Regions from separate parts of the Hordeum vulgare genome. Here region 1 is linked to region 2. The links are chromatin contacts, called in public Hi-C maps. All regions are on one chromosome and are shown on one strand. The core of a region is the stretch at or near the end of the contact, and the rest is flanking DNA. Distances in the headings are between cores, read along the strand shown. Region 1 overlaps LOC123413572. Region 2 overlaps LOC123413526 (diacylglycerol kinase 4-like).

The links. Hi-C and Micro-C count contacts between places; a contact is called where the count stands out from the background.
Region 1: a contact with region 2 is called in a Hi-C map of leaf, with 3 times the contacts expected there. The contact joins two enhancer-like sites. A contact is called at or near these places in 2 of 6 Hi-C or Micro-C datasets (leaf and seedling).

Annotation. Positions count from the first base shown.
Region 1 is chr7H:349,147,507-349,151,364 of MorexV3_pseudomolecules_assembly, forward strand. LOC123413572 reads right to left here. Exons shown (of 4, transcript XM_045106507.1): 2 at 2,002-2,146; 3 at 128-1,933. Among protein-coding and RNA genes, the nearest start is that of LOC123413572, 19 kb to the right of the region's middle. Within about 2 kb of position 2,380, at least 1 of the 3 cell types and tissues checked has open chromatin away from gene starts, as enhancers often do. A contact at or near this core is called in leaf, where this site is marked.
Region 2 is chr7H:348,949,791-348,953,664 of MorexV3_pseudomolecules_assembly, forward strand. All of the region lies in intron 1 of LOC123413526 (diacylglycerol kinase 4-like), which reads left to right. Among protein-coding and RNA genes, the nearest start is that of LOC123413526, 18 kb to the left of the region's middle. Within about 2 kb of position 2,406, at least 3 of the 3 cell types and tissues checked have open chromatin away from gene starts, as enhancers often do. A contact at or near this core is called in leaf, where this site is marked.

The DNA.
Region 1 (3,858 bases), core at 1,130-3,629, 200 kb after region 2:
ATTACTTATTTAAGTAGGGATCAAATCAATAAAGATTCATTATTTTATGATTAATACACGCCAAAAAAATCAAACCATTGATATTGTGCAAGAGTTATGGAAGCCTACAAAATCATGTCAATTTTACCTGATCCTGGGTTGTGCTGCTCCTTGGGACATCACCAACAGAATGAACCAAAGTGGACATGCCATCAAAATTGCTCTGCATAGGTATTAGATCGTTGATATTAGCTGCAGCAAGCGGGGTGTAATTAGGAGCACTACCATTGTAATGATTTTGCATATCGTTACTTTGCTTTCCCAACACGGCATGGACAGAACCCATTGGTTCATTATTATTCATGGGCCTATTTACAGAAGGACCCTCCACGTTGGCATCATTTCTATAAACAAAACCATTCATGCAGTTGACATCAATTCCCTTGGTTAAGTTACTAGCTGTCAAAGTGCTTGAGTCCAGTAGTGCACAGCTGCTTGGAATGTTGGGTTTTGGATGTCTCAAGTTACTACTACACTGGCCAAGACTCCTTTCAGTGATACTATAGACATCATTATTATAATCTTCAAGAGCTTCACTACTTGTTCTGTTCTGTGTGGTATTCATTTGTTCCTTGGTATTGTATGCACGCTCTTTGTCACTGTTCTTTGCATGTGTTGAACAGGAAGCAAAAGAATCCACATTAATTGCAACATGAGAGATGGGGCATGTGTTCAAACTAGACTGGTACACCATGGTATTGTTCTTGTTGCCAAAAATGTTAGCTGCAGCATCATTACCATAACTAGCACCGATGCATCTGGCAGCATTAGAGGATCCATTAGATCCACCAAGGGAACCAGATACTTTATTATTTGAGCCAGAACAGGATGATGTAGTAGATGCACCATCATTATTATTAGAACTGCCAATGAAGCATTTTCCAGCAATGGATGATTGATTAGCCTCGTCAAGGGCACTAGAGGTTTGATTGTTTGCACTAGCAATCGGGAAAGATATTGTGTCCAGGCATGAATTAAGGTTGACATCTCTTGCTTTCACAGTGTTATTGACCTCGCCGTGCTTTGAAACAGAAAAGCCACGATCAACAATCTGGTCCTCATAATGTTTAGCACTTGAGAAGCTAGAAGGTCTGAAGTCATGGCCACTTCCCGTGTGATCACTAAAATCAGCAACTTCAGCAAAGCCGTTAAGCCTGCCATTTGGTTCATCATTGGATTCAGGAGCTACTTTCTGTTTTGGAACAGTTAAATTGGCATAATCCATCATATTGTTTCTGTATCTGCATGCACTTCGAGCATTTGTAACGGGAGGAACCTCTACCTGTCTACACCAAGCTTCACTGCGCCTACTGAAACTACCCGAACAATTTGTGCTAAAAAGTTCTATAACTTTTGAGCTATCACCCCCTTGTTCTTTTGAATAACTCCGATGCTGAGAACATGGTTCGCCTGCAGTCTTGCCCTTCTGTTCAGTTGGTTCAGTAAGCTCCTGAGGGGTAAATTGTAACTCTCCCAAGAAGTTGTTAACTGTCTTTCCTGATGAGATCTTATCTAAGAAAGCTTCAGGAGTAAGCCCCTCAAACCTTGCATGGGCTCCAACATGGCCAAAGTACCGTGATTGCTCCTGAAAGGTCTTGTGACATACAGGGCATTCTAATTTCCCATCGTTACCAACTTTTGATTCACAAAATTTGCTACTCTTTCTGCGCTTCTTAGCTTTCTTTTCATGAAATAACAGCTGGTGTTGCACATAGGCACTTTGATTCTGCAAAGTTAAATTGCAATTCTGGCACTTATAAGTATTTGCTGGATTTGTATTTCCTTCTACCGTATCCTTTGAATTGCAGGAATGGCTGGAAAAGGTGACAGAAGTAACTGGCAATACATTTAGGTTATCCACACTTGAACCAATTTGATGTTGAAACCCTACAGCCTGTGAAATACATAAATTAAACAAGGAAAATGAAGTACAAAATAAAATGGCATACGCTACAAACTTACGTCATCTTCACCATAGTCATCACTCAAGGCATGTTGTCTGGTGCTGTTATTCTGAATAGAAACCGTTACGGCCGCCGGATACCCAAGAAGTGACATAAGATGCACAGAAACTTCTTCACAAGTACGAAATTGATGTCCTCTTGGGCTGGAATGTATGATTTATAGTCTTAGCTACACTTGATAATAAATATATAAGAAAGAATACGTGCAAAGCACAATTTTCCTGGTGAGGCGGTAATGGCAAAAGAATTAACAATACATGGTAGATAAAGCAAAGCATATTGCTGAAATTCTAGTGGACAGGCCCAGACCAGCGGCTAGAGGACAACACCGCAGAGCCAGCTGGCGATTCACAATTGGAGGAGCACCTGCACGAGCCCTCTGAGCACCTGAGTCCAGCGTCTCCTAGTGGGCAGCTGGTCACGCACGCCGGGGCCACCTTGACCACGCCCAACCCATGCTTGTCTGGGGATCCGGAGGCCTCAATGGACCCCTCCTCGTCCACTATCCGCATGGTGCCAGACTCGCAGTCCATAAGAAGCGAGGAATCGGCCGATGACGATCCGCTGTCGGGGATAGCTGTTGGCCCGCGCACGTCAGCGCCTAGCATGCCCTTGGGCGGGCTCACGAGCGGGCCAGCAACCACACACGTCAGCGTCTGGCATGCCATTGGATGGGCCCGCGACCGGGTCGGCAACCACACGCACCTCGTTACGTGTTGGGGAACTGCCCACAACAACGCCCGCGCTCCGGAGGAGAATGCCACTCCAGAGTTGGGCCAACCACTCGGTCTTGCAGCCCATGTTGCCGCCACCACCAGCAATGACGCCACGCAGGCCAGCGACCCAACGCATGCAATGGGTGACCCTATGCCTACCACAACTACGCTGCGATAGGCTGCTCAGTGTTTCGCGTCGCCACCAATCACCCTGAGCCGCTCCCGGACGAGAGGTGCTACCTGGACACTTGGCGAGTTCCTCACTGCTGCCACCAAAAACCTGAGCTCGATCCTCCCTGCGCCCGCGAAGCGACAACGCCGGCAGCCTCTCACCTTCTCTCCGCGCCGAGGCCGCTCTGCATCGTCCGCCTCTTGCAGGGCCACTGCACCTCCAACTCTTGGGATCCTCGGACTCAACCAAAAGATAATTGCCGCATAGATGAAGGAGTGTGACGATGGTTTTGCAGCTCCAATCCTGATGGTCGTGCTATCCGCCATCACGGCCATGGTCGACCGTGAGCTGCCTATCCCAGAGGCGTCGCCAGCCATGGCGCCCATGGCCATGGTCTAGCGATGTGCCTAGCCATCGCAGCCGATCCCGTTTCCATGGATCACGACCTCAAAATTGTGATTTGGAACGTGCGCGGCGCACCGCCACCGCTCGCTGATCATCACTAGCGGCACCTCCATTGTATGTTTGCAAGAGACTAAGATGACTTTGATCTGCCCGTCGGTTGTCCTTGAGGCGCTTGGCTTCGAGTTTGACGAGTATGTGTACCTGCCAGCGGTTGACACCCGCGGCAGTATCCTGCTGGCATGGAAAAGTCGGGATGTGACCATCACAAACACGTTGTCTGCCCAGGTCGCCGCCCCCTCGAGACTGCACGCGCCTTGGTGGATGTCCATTGTCTATGGACCACAGTCCGACACCGAGAAGATCAGTCCGACACCGAGAAGATCGGGTTCCTACGAGAAATCTACGACCTGCGCACCACCTGCCCGGGCCTGTCGATACTTTGCATCAACTTCAATCTGATCTATCTCGTTGAGGACAAAATTAACAACAACCTGGACAGGCACATGATGGGGCGGTTTACACGCTTGCTCAAGGACCTTGAGCTTAAAAGGTCTACCGCAAA
Region 2 (3,874 bases), core at 1,156-3,655:
TGGTGCCGACACCAACGACGACGCGCATAGGTCGCAAGGAGATAGCGACAACGCCGCGCACGACACGGGTGGAGATCTCGACGACAACATCGACAACGAGGCGCATAGTGACGATGACAATCAAGATGATGGTCATGATCACGACGACTACGCCGACGACGTGGATGTCGATGACACGCCCGAGACTCAGCCATCTTCCTCAAGTGCATCAACATCGACACAATTTGTGTCACCTCCTTCGCAAGCCACAATGGACTCCTCAGGGCCTCGTCGCTACAAGATGCTCAAGAAAGTCTACAAGTACACAAAGCCAGCTACGCTCGAGTACTCTGGACTATGTCTTTTCGGAGTTGAGGAGCCGGCGAACTTCGTAGAGGCGAGCAAAAGTCCTAGCTGGACGCACGCCATGGATGAGGAGATGAAGGCAATTGAGAGCAATGGCACGTGGACTTTGGTAACCCGTCCTCTAAACCAAAAGGCGATAGGTTTGAAGTGGGTTTACAAGTTAAAGAAGGACACGGAGGGTGCCATTGTGAAGTACAAGGCAAGACTCGTTGCAAAGGGCTACGTTCAACGTCAAGGAGTTGACTATGATGAGGTGTTTGCACCGGTTGCTCGAATCGAGACGGTGAGAGTGCTCCTAGCTTTGGCGGCACAAGAGGATTGGAAGGTTCATCATATGGATGTTAAATCCGCTTTCCTCAACGGCGATCTCACAGAAGAAGTGTACGTAGAACAACCCCTCGGCTACGAGAAGAAAGACGAAGAAGGGAAAGTTTACAAGCTCAAGAAGACACTTTACGGGTTGAAGCAAGCGCCAAGAGCTTGGAACTCAAAGTTAGACCGAAGTCTGGCCTCGCTCGGGTTCAAGAGATGTCCCCTCGAGCATGCAGTCTATACAAAGAACTCCAAAGGCTCAAACCTGCTAGTTGGAGTTTATGTCGACGATCTGATTATCACCGGAGATAGCGTACAAGAAATTGAACGTTTCAAGGCGCAAATGAAGAACAAGTTTAGCATGAGTGATCTGGGATTGCTCAGCTATTACTTGGGCATCGAAGTGAAGCAAAGCTCCGGAGAGATTTCCCTATGTCAATCGGCTTATGCGGTCAAGTTATTGGAAAAGTGTGGCATGTCAGATTGCTACGAGACACAAGTTCCAATGGACCAACGTCACAAGTTGAGCAAGCGTAGCTCAAATCCGCCGGTGGACACCACAATGTATCGAAGCGTTGTGGGCAGCCTAAGATATTTGGTGCATGGCTTATTCAGTCGGGATCGTGAGTCGTTTCATGGAGAATCCGACAACCGAACACATGAGCGCGGTCAATCAAATCTTGCGCTATGTGAAAGGCACCATTAATCTTGGTTGCACGTACAGAAAGGGAAAGGAAGGATTGATCCTTCGTGGATATTCAGATAGTGACATGGCAGGTGATGTTGATGACTGAAAGAGCACAACGGGCATGGTTTTCTACCTTGGCCCGAATCCGATTAGCTGGAATTCTCAGAAGCAAAAGGTGGTGGCAATGTCTTCATGCGAGGCAGAATACATAGCGGCAAGCACGGCGGCTTGTCAAGCAGTGTGGCTGAGAAGACTCCTAGCTATTCTTGCAAAGCGGGAGGTGCAGAAGGTGTCACTGAAGATCGATAACCAAGCTGCAATCTCGTTGTGCAAAAATCCGGTTCATCACGAAAGGAGCAAGCACATAGATACCCGGTTCCATCATATCCGGGAGTGCATTGAAGAAGGGTTGATCGAGGTTCAACATGTGAACACGAAAGACCAACTTGCCGATATTTTTATCAAGTCCCTCGGTCGACAGAAGTTCATCGAGATGAGGAGGAAAGTCGGAGTGCAAGAAGTGAAGTCAAGCAACAAGATTAAGGAGGTGAATGTAGAAGTTAATCATGTTGTTTCTTTAGGATTAGGAAAGAAAGCCAAACCGAGTCCTAGTAGTATTAGGATTCCTAGTCCTAGTCTATTTCCATAGTCCCTTGTGGACGTGTATAAAAGACACCCTAGGGGTGTTGATTGTAACACCAGAAAAACGAAAAGCAATACAAAGCAAAGGCTCGACACGGGCCTTTAGCTATCAAATCCATCGATCAGTTTTATTCGTGTCGCTAGTTACGCAAGTTCCGTCAAGTAGCCGGCGAAAGCCAGAATCGCATAGGCACGCCTGTACAACTGCAAAGGCACGTTCAAAAACCAACAGTAGAGAGGTCACCGTCGTGCAGGGAAGGCGCAGATAGAGTCGACGTAGAGCGACCATCCTCGCGCGTGGAAGCCACATACGGAGTCGACGTAGAGCGGCCACGGTCGCTCGCGGAAGCCGCGGACAGAGTCAATGTAGAGCTGCCACTGCCGCACGCGGAAACCGTGAGAGGAGTCGACGAATAGCGATCCACGCAGCCTGCTGAAGACGCTATGGAGGACAACGTCGACAACATCGCAGATGGATGTGCACCAAGCACCTAACGACGACGTATACATGAGACGGGATCAGCAGCTTAGGGAACCTCGTCGAAAATCACCGGACAGCGAGGGTGAAAGACCTGCCGCGACATCAAGCCGAACAATCCTCAGAACCAACAGAAGCAGCCAACAGCCGAACGAGCTGACCCGAGCCCGTAGTAGTCGTGCCGAGTCGATTCACAGGATCTGAGTCGATCAGAAGCAGAGCAACCGCACACATGCAGTCGATCTGAAGAGAACAACAATCCACGACGATGGGAGCCGGCGGAGACGGATACCGGGCGGAGCAGGCAGCCGGCAATGACGGAGACCAGGTGGAGAAAGAAGCCGGCGGCGACGGAAGCCGGGCGGAGCAGGAAAGCATCCGGCGGCGGGAGGCCCGCGCGAACCAGGGCGATGACCTACTGGGATGGGACGCGTTGTGGTACAGACGGCCGGCTGGATTGCGGCGCTAACCAGGAGGAAGAGCCCACGACTGACGGATGGAGAAGAAGAACTGTAGGTGAGGCGAGCTGAGATGACCTCCTCGAGTAGTGGATTGAAGCAGCCTGCATGGATCCAGGCGTTTGACCTGATGCCAAAACGTGCTAGCCAGACCAACCAGAAAAGAGCAGCGGCATCAGAGAAAGATAGCGGTGAGTTGCAAATCCTGGTCTTCAAGCGGAAGCAGACGAAGAACAGGGAAGGCAGATCAGGATCAGCGTGGAGTTGCAGCACGCAGCGGAGTCCTAAACCTAGGATCTAATACCATGTCATGAAAACTAGGAGTACATGTAATGAGGATGCCAAAAGGCAAAAATACAAAAACCAAAGGTCATCATTAATATAACTCTAACACACCCCACCACGTGTCAAATGATTTCATATATCGATACGGCCGCACCCCCCCCCCCTCCCCCCCCCCCCCCCAACCCATCTATGGATCCACCCCACTCACCACGTTCCTTCCCTACCTAACAATCACCGAGGATTAGGTTCTGGCTCAGGCATCACTTGCTTTTACAAGCTCGACTTCCAAACGCATGATGGTTCGGTCGATCCTCATGGTTGGCTCAATAGGTACGGGCAATTTTTTCATGAACAACGCATGGCCGAGGCTAGCAAAGTCTACCCTGCAGCCTACCACCTTACCAATGACACTCACTTCTCGTACTTACAGCTCGAGCGCGATTTTGACATGTCGACATGGGAACAGTTCAAGGACGCTTGCCACGTTAAGTTTGGGCCGTCACTCCACACCAATCCCTTGGGCGAGTTGGCACAACCACCGTTCACTTCCTCGATTGCTCATTACAATAGTAGGTTTCTAGTGCTCATGTGCCGTAACAATGAGCCATTAACACCATCCCAACAACGATTTCCATGCGGAGTAGGGCTGCCCTTTGGTCTTCTCCT